Regions from separate parts of the Arabidopsis thaliana genome. Here region 1 is linked to region 2. Evidence: chromatin contacts called from public capture Hi-C data. All regions are on one chromosome and are shown on one strand. The core of a region is the stretch at or near the end of the contact, and the rest is flanking DNA. Distances in the headings are between cores, read along the strand shown.

Region 1 (3,971 bases), core at 1,298-3,797, 50 kb before region 2:
GCATAATATATCACTTTTAGAGAAATATCATTGCGACTAGCACAACCGAATTTAGCAAAAAAATGTACTCTATGACTAAAATCTCTTTGTTTCTGCAACTGTTTGAACTATTAAATCTAAAACTCTAATGCAGTATGTTTGTGTATACCCGTGATAATTTCGACATTTTCTTTTGTATTCAAGGGATAAATCACATTACTTAATCAAAGTTTCATTTTTGGATATTTCCCATAAACACACAAAACTGTTGTGTTGATCCTGCACATTCTTTCTTCTGATAAAATTGGTAAAATGAAACTTCCATAGAGCTTTGTTAAAAAGAGAGTCTATAGAAAATGTTACCAGAGGATTTGTGGTTGATGGATAGATATGCCCAGCTCCACCTGAAGCAAGCAATGTCACCTTCGATATAAAGCGTACTACCTGAAGAAACATGAGTTTTTTTTACATTACAATCTAAGATATAAGGTGAATGATCAAACCACCAGAAACAAGATCTTTGTGTACCTCATTAGTTTTGATATTCAAAGTGTCCACACCATGACAAACTGTGTTCAAGCCATCCTGTTAAGATACAAAAAGATATGATCTGATAAGCCAATTGATCATATATGCACATGTGTTTTTCAAGGGTGTGAAGTGGAACCTGAGAAGTGAGCAGATCGATTGCAAAATGGTGTTTGAAGACAGATATGTTGGGATCATTAAGTACAGCTTCAAGTAAAGCTCTCTCAATCTCTCTTCCTGTCATATCAGCAGCGTGAACGATCCTACAATGCGAGTGACCACCCTCTCTGGCCAAATGCAAATTTCCATCCTCGCCGTGATCAAATGATGCTCCCATTGCAATCAGTTCACGAATCCTTTCAGGCCCTTCAGTACACACAACCTGAAAAAGAACATTCAGATACAGAAAAGTGAGACAGGTTTAGACCATTACAAAATGCTTATGCACGAGACTAACACAAGCACTTATCAAACAGTTTTGAGGTAATGATCAGCAACAAAGGGAACTTACTCTTACGGTTTCTTCATCACAAAGATGAGCACCAGCGACCATAGTGTCCCGCATATGACTTTCAACAGAATCCAAAGGGCATAACACAGCACTAACACCACCTTGAGCATAGTTTGTGTTACTCTCATGAGGCTCATCTTTGGTAATCACTGCGACTGTTCCTTGCTTTGCAACTTCTAAAGCATAACGCAGACCCGCTACTCCACTACCAATCACAGTGAAATCATAATACTTTGTTGAAGAAGATACCGAAACAGCCCTGATAGGTTTTGAGGTCTCACTGATGGGGGAAATACCACGAGAGTAACAACCACATCTCTCAGCTTTTAGAGCCTTAAATACCCCACTTGACCTATATGCACACAGAGATTATAAAAGTTTGAGTCCAGCATGAGAAACTATAGGTCTAACTAGTTAAAGTTCTACATGAGAACAAAGAGCAAAATCATAAATGAGAAACATGAACCTCAAAATGCCAATTGCTACACAAAAGGGACAAAATTTGGGATTAAAGATTAAAAGAAGTGATACCAAGAGGGCTCTTTGAATGGATTTGCCATGAAAGTAGAAGCAGAACTCCATGAAAAAGCTTGTCCCCTGTAAACCTGCCCCGCAAGATAGAAATTATGAATGTTTCCAGTAGAAACATGAGCCGCCATTTCCGACCTTAAAGCTCCTACAAAAACATGAAGATTGTTGTCATAAGAAAACATCATCAAAACAAAACAAGAAACATTCTTTCTGTACAATATAAAATCAAAATGCATAGATCCATCATCCATGATGCTCAAAATCCAAAATTTGATTGAAGAACGATGAGAATTGAGGACAATGTGTTACTCAAAATCCAACAATAACCTTTTTTATATCGAAACTTCTGAAATGAACAACGATAGAAAAAAAGACATAAGAAATATCGCAACCGTTGTCTGAATTCTGGAATTTAGGAGCAGAGGAAAGAATTAAAAAAAAATGTGTAGACTAGATCACACAAAATTCAGAATCTACGTTGAAATGAAACCAAGTAATGAGAAACGCAGAAATCTTACGGAATCACGGGAGGGAGCTCTCTGATCTAAGCACGAAACGGAGAACCCACGCGAGTGTAGATCAATAAAACGTGATTCAGACTTGATTAAAAAAACGACTTTTCGCAAAGAAACAATCAAAATTACGACGAAGAAGAAGAAGAAGAGGAGAAGGAAATGAACGAAGACAACACAAATTCTGGTAAGAGTGTTTTATGTGGTTTGGTCGTCGAGAAGAGTCCTTGAAATTCGCGCCTTCGTTTTGTGTATGGGAGCCTCCCCCAAGTGGTGTTGTTGGTCTTTCTTTATTCTTCTCTTTTGTCACTTTTTATGTCTTTGGGATCTTCATTTTTCATTGGCCTTCTTCAGTTTTTCTTTTATCACATAAAAAAAAAAGTACTTCTATGAAATAAACTTTTAATAAAAAATGGAATTTATTACTGAGTTAAAAAAAATTGGAATTTATTACTAGGCGTGGATTTTTAAAAAATTAGTGTATAAGATGATAATTTACTTATAGAATATTTCCCAGCTTTCTTCTACAAATATACACATTAATAAAGCCATTGACCCTACAAATATTCAAGTTTATTAGCCCTGTGGTTCATAATTTTTTAATATTAAGAACATTTATATATAAATAACAACGGTAGCTCAAGATGTGTGACCATGATTTTCCAAAACTAAAACTAAAAAAATAAATAAAGCAAATTAAATTTAAAAGAATTCTAACAACTTGTATAGAACTTTAAATATGTGTTCATACATGCACCAAGCATGACCGACTAGAAGAATCATGGAAAAAGAACATTCACTTTTCCATGACTCGTGGCCAATGCAAATCTCCAACGGCCACAACTATTTATTTCTATAACTATAATTTCTGGAAAAAGAAAAAAAAAATGGAGAAAAACTATTTGGATTTTGGAGTCTTCTTTTGAGTCTTTTTTTATACTTTTGATTTGTAAGTGGTGGCTTCTGAATTTTCCATCAGACAACTGAAAAAAACCTAACGAATAATAAAAATCAATAATATAAGACCGAATTATGATAACCATTCAAATGACAACTGAAAGAAAACAAATTAATTAAATAATAAAATTTCAAAAACCACGAATGCAATTTAAAAGGGAAAATGTTGGCATTTTTATGGCTATCATAATTTCCTTCTTTTCTAACTAAACATAGTGCTAATGGTTTGCTTAACTAATCAGGTATAACATCCACAATTGATGACATCCTCATTTGCTTCTATCGGAATAAACTGATTATCATTTGCTTCATCATCTTTAGACCTATGCTATTTTGGACCAGTCATGGTGTTGATGTATGCATCAAGGATGGCCTTATAACTAGAATCATGGGGAAAAAAGAACAATCACTTTTCCATGAGCCTTGCTAAATCTCCAATGGCCACAATTATTTTATTTTCTACAAAACTTACTGGAAATCACTTTGAGTCTTTTAGTTTTGACTACCGTTTTTAAGGGGAGAGATGACTTCTTCTGGATTTTTTATCGGACAACAAAAACGAATAATTAAAATTGGGCTTTTGAAAGGCGGGCCCAATACTGACCTAAGATTTTGCATGGAAATAAGCCCTGGATTTTCCAGAGGCCTAAATTAAACCCGAATCATCATGCAATTAGAATTGTTCAGCCCATAAATTTTTAATTTTTTCACACACATGAGCCGATGGCATTTCGTTGTGCTTCTTACTGAATTTCACGTCACGACTAAAACCTAGAAAATCAGCGAAACACATTAGCAAATACTAATGTTCGTCTCGTAGTTAGTCAATATCTTATTGGTAAAACTCGCACATATGTAAAAGAGCAGTGTCCTAGTTGTTCCTTCTAATGATATAAGATCATTTCCGCAAATCAAATTGCAGTTTCACCACGTAAATTAATGATAGAACCTCA
Region 2 (3,734 bases), core at 271-2,770:
TTTACCGAATGATGTCTAAAGTTATATATTACCAATCTTTGGCTTGTCCAACTTTTGGTTAGCCTCTATTTCCAGGTGAGAGTGGAGTTGACCAGCTAGTTGAGATAATAAAGGTACTTCAATTTGGTTAAACAAACACACATAATCCTAGCCATTGCTATATTGAACATAGAGTGGATCATTGATTATATGGAATGAAGAGGCTCCATTTCCTGCTATTGATTGCCATCATTTTGTTTACTGTGTGTGTTACAGGTTCTTGGAACACCAACACGGGAGGAAATCAAATGCATGAATCCAAACTACACAGAATTCAAATTCCCGCAAATAAAGGCTCATCCTTGGCACAAAGTAAGCAAACACATCATCAGTTTTTCCTTAACATTGATCTCCATATATTCTTACGATTGAAAAATCTGTTGTTGGTTCTTAAGATATTCCATAAGCGTACACCTCCAGAAGCTGTAGACCTTGTCTCAAGACTTCTCCAGTATTCTCCAAACCTCAGATCAACCGCTGTAAGTCAATGAAGTGATTACCATAATAACATTATGTTTGATATATCTGGTTGGTTGATTCAAACTTACTTGTTATTGTAGATGGAGGCGATAGTTCACCCGTTCTTCGATGAGCTACGTGATCCCAATACACGTCTTCCTAATGGTCGTGCCTTGCCTCCTCTCTTCAACTTTAAACCTCAAGGTCTGTCTCCTCCAAATATGCTTTTGTTTGTTTCCCAATGCTCCGTTTTAACAAAGACTAAAAGTGTGTGCTTCTTGTTAAATATGTAGAGCTAAAAGGAGCAAGTTTAGAGTTGTTGTCCAAGCTTATACCTGACCACGCCCGAAAACAATGTTCCTTCCTCGCTCTCTAAATCTCTTCCTCTCTCTCTATATATATGTGTGTGTGTGTGTATGTACACATGCATATAATATGCTTATCGTTTCTAAGTAATGGAGATAGCTTCTCAGGATTATCATTAGCTTTCATCTTTCATGTATCTTTGTTGTTTATTGTCTTATCACAACCTTTGTACTTTATTACATACAATGATTAGTGTAATGTATGTGACGGTCTTTGACTCGCCGGTCGCTACAGTTATGTTGGATACTAAATTATAAAATAAACTTCTCGCTCGTCACGTGTCATTGCATGCATCCAAAGCTCATGCTTCAAAGCTTAGCCAAACTTATTTTTAAAAAAGCCTATGTTCTGTGTAAAAGTGTCATTTACGAGAGTTTCTTGTTTAAGTTTAACCAATTTCACTTCCTCAAACGAAATACGGTAATTGGTAATATCCTCTAAACATGAATTATCATTGACTATAAAAATTAGTTTCGCAAATTGCCTCTAAGCACCACAAGTGTCACGTAACGTGTCATTTATTCATGTTTATTGATTTAGTTAATTAAAAACATTGTAGTTTAATTATTGAAGTAGTACAAAGAATAGGGACTAAATTGCAATACTCTGAATTTGTTTTTTTCTTTTTTAGAATCATCCGACTTTTTGTTTCACGGTTTCCTCCTCCAGTAAACTGACGACGATACAAGCTCTCTCACCAACGGCGACAGTATCTTTGCCGGCGGCGGGAGCGCTTCTGCTTAATCTGTAGCTCAAACTAAAAATTCTCTGGGTATTACTCATGGTGATTTGGAATAACGATGATGATGATTTTTTGGAGATTGATAACTTTCAATCTTCTCCACGGTCATCTCCAATACATGCAATGCAGTGTAGGGTCGAAAATCTAGCTGGTGTAGCCGTGGTAAGTGATCCAATCCAACAGTCATAAGTTTATGCCTAAGCAGAATCATTGCTTATGTGAATTTTTGTTTTGTTTCAGACAACTAGTTCTTTGAGCTCTCCTACTGAGACAACTGATTTAGTTCAGATGGGCTTCTCAGACGAGGTTTTTGCTACATTGTTTGACATGGGATTTCCTGTTGAGATGATTTCTAGAGCGATCAAGGAAACTGGTGAGGCTTTTTTCTCTTGTTTGTATTCCTTTCTGGATATATATGATCCGTAACTTGATACCAATAATTATACAGGACCAAATGTAGAAACTTCGGTTATAATTGATACTATCTCCAAATACTCAGTGAGTTTCTAATACTTTGATCTCTTGGGTTGCTTGTCATTTACATGTGCTTCTGTCATCACAGTATTCATATCCTCTCCTTTGTTTATTTGTGAAGAGCGACTGTGAAGCTGGTTCTTCCAAGTCCAAGGCTATTGATCATTTCCTTGCTATGGGATTTGATGAAGAAAAAGTTGTCAAAGCCATTCAAGAACATGGTACTTACAGATTTCTCTCCTCCTTAAGTAAGAAGTAACACTTTATCACTTTGCTGATATTTGCTTTATAAATCGCAGGAGAAGACAATATGGAAGCAATTGCAAATGCATTGCTCTCTTGTCCAGTAAGCGATGTTACGAAAATATACTGTCTCTTGACATTAAAAAAATAGTACTTAAAGTTCGTTGATGGTTTGTAGGAGGCTAAGAAACTGCCAGCAGCAGTAGAGGAAGAAGATGGCATTGACTGGTCATCAAGTGATGATGATACCAATTACACCGATATGTTAAACTCAGATGATGAGGTATAACTCTTTCATGTTGGTGATAACATATTTAAGCATCCCAGGTTTGAATTGTAAATGTATCTCACTGCTATTTTGTATATGTATCTAATTTTATGCGTTCTTAATCTATTTTAAATCATGACAGAAAGATCCAAACTCAAATGAAAATGGCAGCAAAATACGGTCTTTGGTGAAGATGGGTTTCTCAGAGCTTGAAGCTTCTTTAGCTGTCGAGAGATGTGGTAACTTTATTTTAAACGATTGCCATTGTCATTAAATTTTAGTTCCGTTTTGTTCAGGTTTCTTCTAGACAACGTCGTATAAATTGCTTGGTTTAGCCTCTGATTTAGTGGTGTAGGCCTTAGATGTGTTTGCTGAGCATTTTGATTGTATTTCACTAATCGAAAGTTGTCATTAGTTCTGTCTTAGCTTCTGGTTCTGTGATGTACGCCTTAGATATGTTTGTAGAGAATGTGATCGTATTTCACAAAATGATAAAAGTTGTCAGTACTTGATAAAATTGTATGTTCACTAGTTCCTTTTTATTCAGGTTTCTTCTAGAGGAAGTGGCATAAGCCAAATTGCTTAGTTTTAGTGTAATGTGATAGTCAAATTGTGGCTTTAGCCTCTGGTTCTGTGATTTAGGCTTGAAATGTGTTTGCTGAGCATTGTGATTGTATTTCACTAAATGATACAGTTGTCAGATGTTAATATATATCTCTTACTTACTCTAAGTATGTTGCTGCCTTATCCAGACTCATATGATTGTAATTTCAGGAGAAAATGTGGATATTGCAGAGCTCACAGACTTCCTTTGTGCTGCTCAAATGGCTAGGGAATTTAGTGAGTTTTACACTGAACATGAAGAACAAAAGGTACTGTTAAAACCTTTTTTATAATCTATCTTTTGTAAGTTAATTCCTTTGGGAACTGATTATTTTGGGAAATTTGGTGTATGCAGCCTAGACATAATATTAAGAAAAGGCGGTTTGAGTCAAAAGGAGAGCCAAGATCATCTGTTGATGACGAGCCGATTCGTCTACCAAATCCAATGATAGGATTTGGGGTTCCAAACGAGCCCGGACTCATTACACATAGATCGCTTCCAGAGTTAGCCCGAGGGCCACCTTTTTTCTACTATGAGAA

The links. Capture Hi-C pulls out chosen DNA fragments and counts their contacts.
Region 1: a contact with region 2 is called in a capture Hi-C map of seedling, with 1.7 times the contacts expected there. The contact joins the promoter of AO here to the promoter of DRM2 in region 2. A contact is called at or near these places in 8 of 26 Hi-C or Micro-C datasets (callus, cotyledon, leaf and 3 more), 1 of 2 datasets of contacts at active chromatin or transcription factors (shoot) and 2 of 3 other capture datasets (seedling and shoot).

Annotation. Positions count from the first base shown.
Region 1 is chr5:4,766,839-4,770,809 of TAIR10.1, reverse strand. It overlaps AO (L-aspartate oxidase), which reads right to left and starts at 2,547. Exons shown (of 8, transcript NM_121480.4): 1 at 2,068-2,547; 2 at 1,550-1,694; 3 at 1,019-1,370; 4 at 647-889; 5 at 508-564; 6 at 343-423. The coding sequence starts at 1,677.
Region 2 is chr5:4,716,490-4,720,223 of TAIR10.1, reverse strand. DRM2 (domains rearranged methyltransferase 2) reads left to right here and starts at 1,520. Exons shown (of 10, transcript NM_121466.3): 1 at 1,520-1,768; 2 at 1,847-1,979; 3 at 2,055-2,104; 4 at 2,202-2,301; 5 at 2,380-2,426; 6 at 2,502-2,606; 7 at 2,734-2,830; 8 at 3,366-3,463; 9 at 3,550-3,734. The coding sequence starts at 1,646. It overlaps SK13 (shaggy-like kinase 13), which reads left to right. Exons shown (of 13, transcript NM_121468.4): 9 at 63-113; 10 at 256-351; 11 at 435-518; 12 at 600-702; 13 at 792-1,230. The coding sequence ends at 874.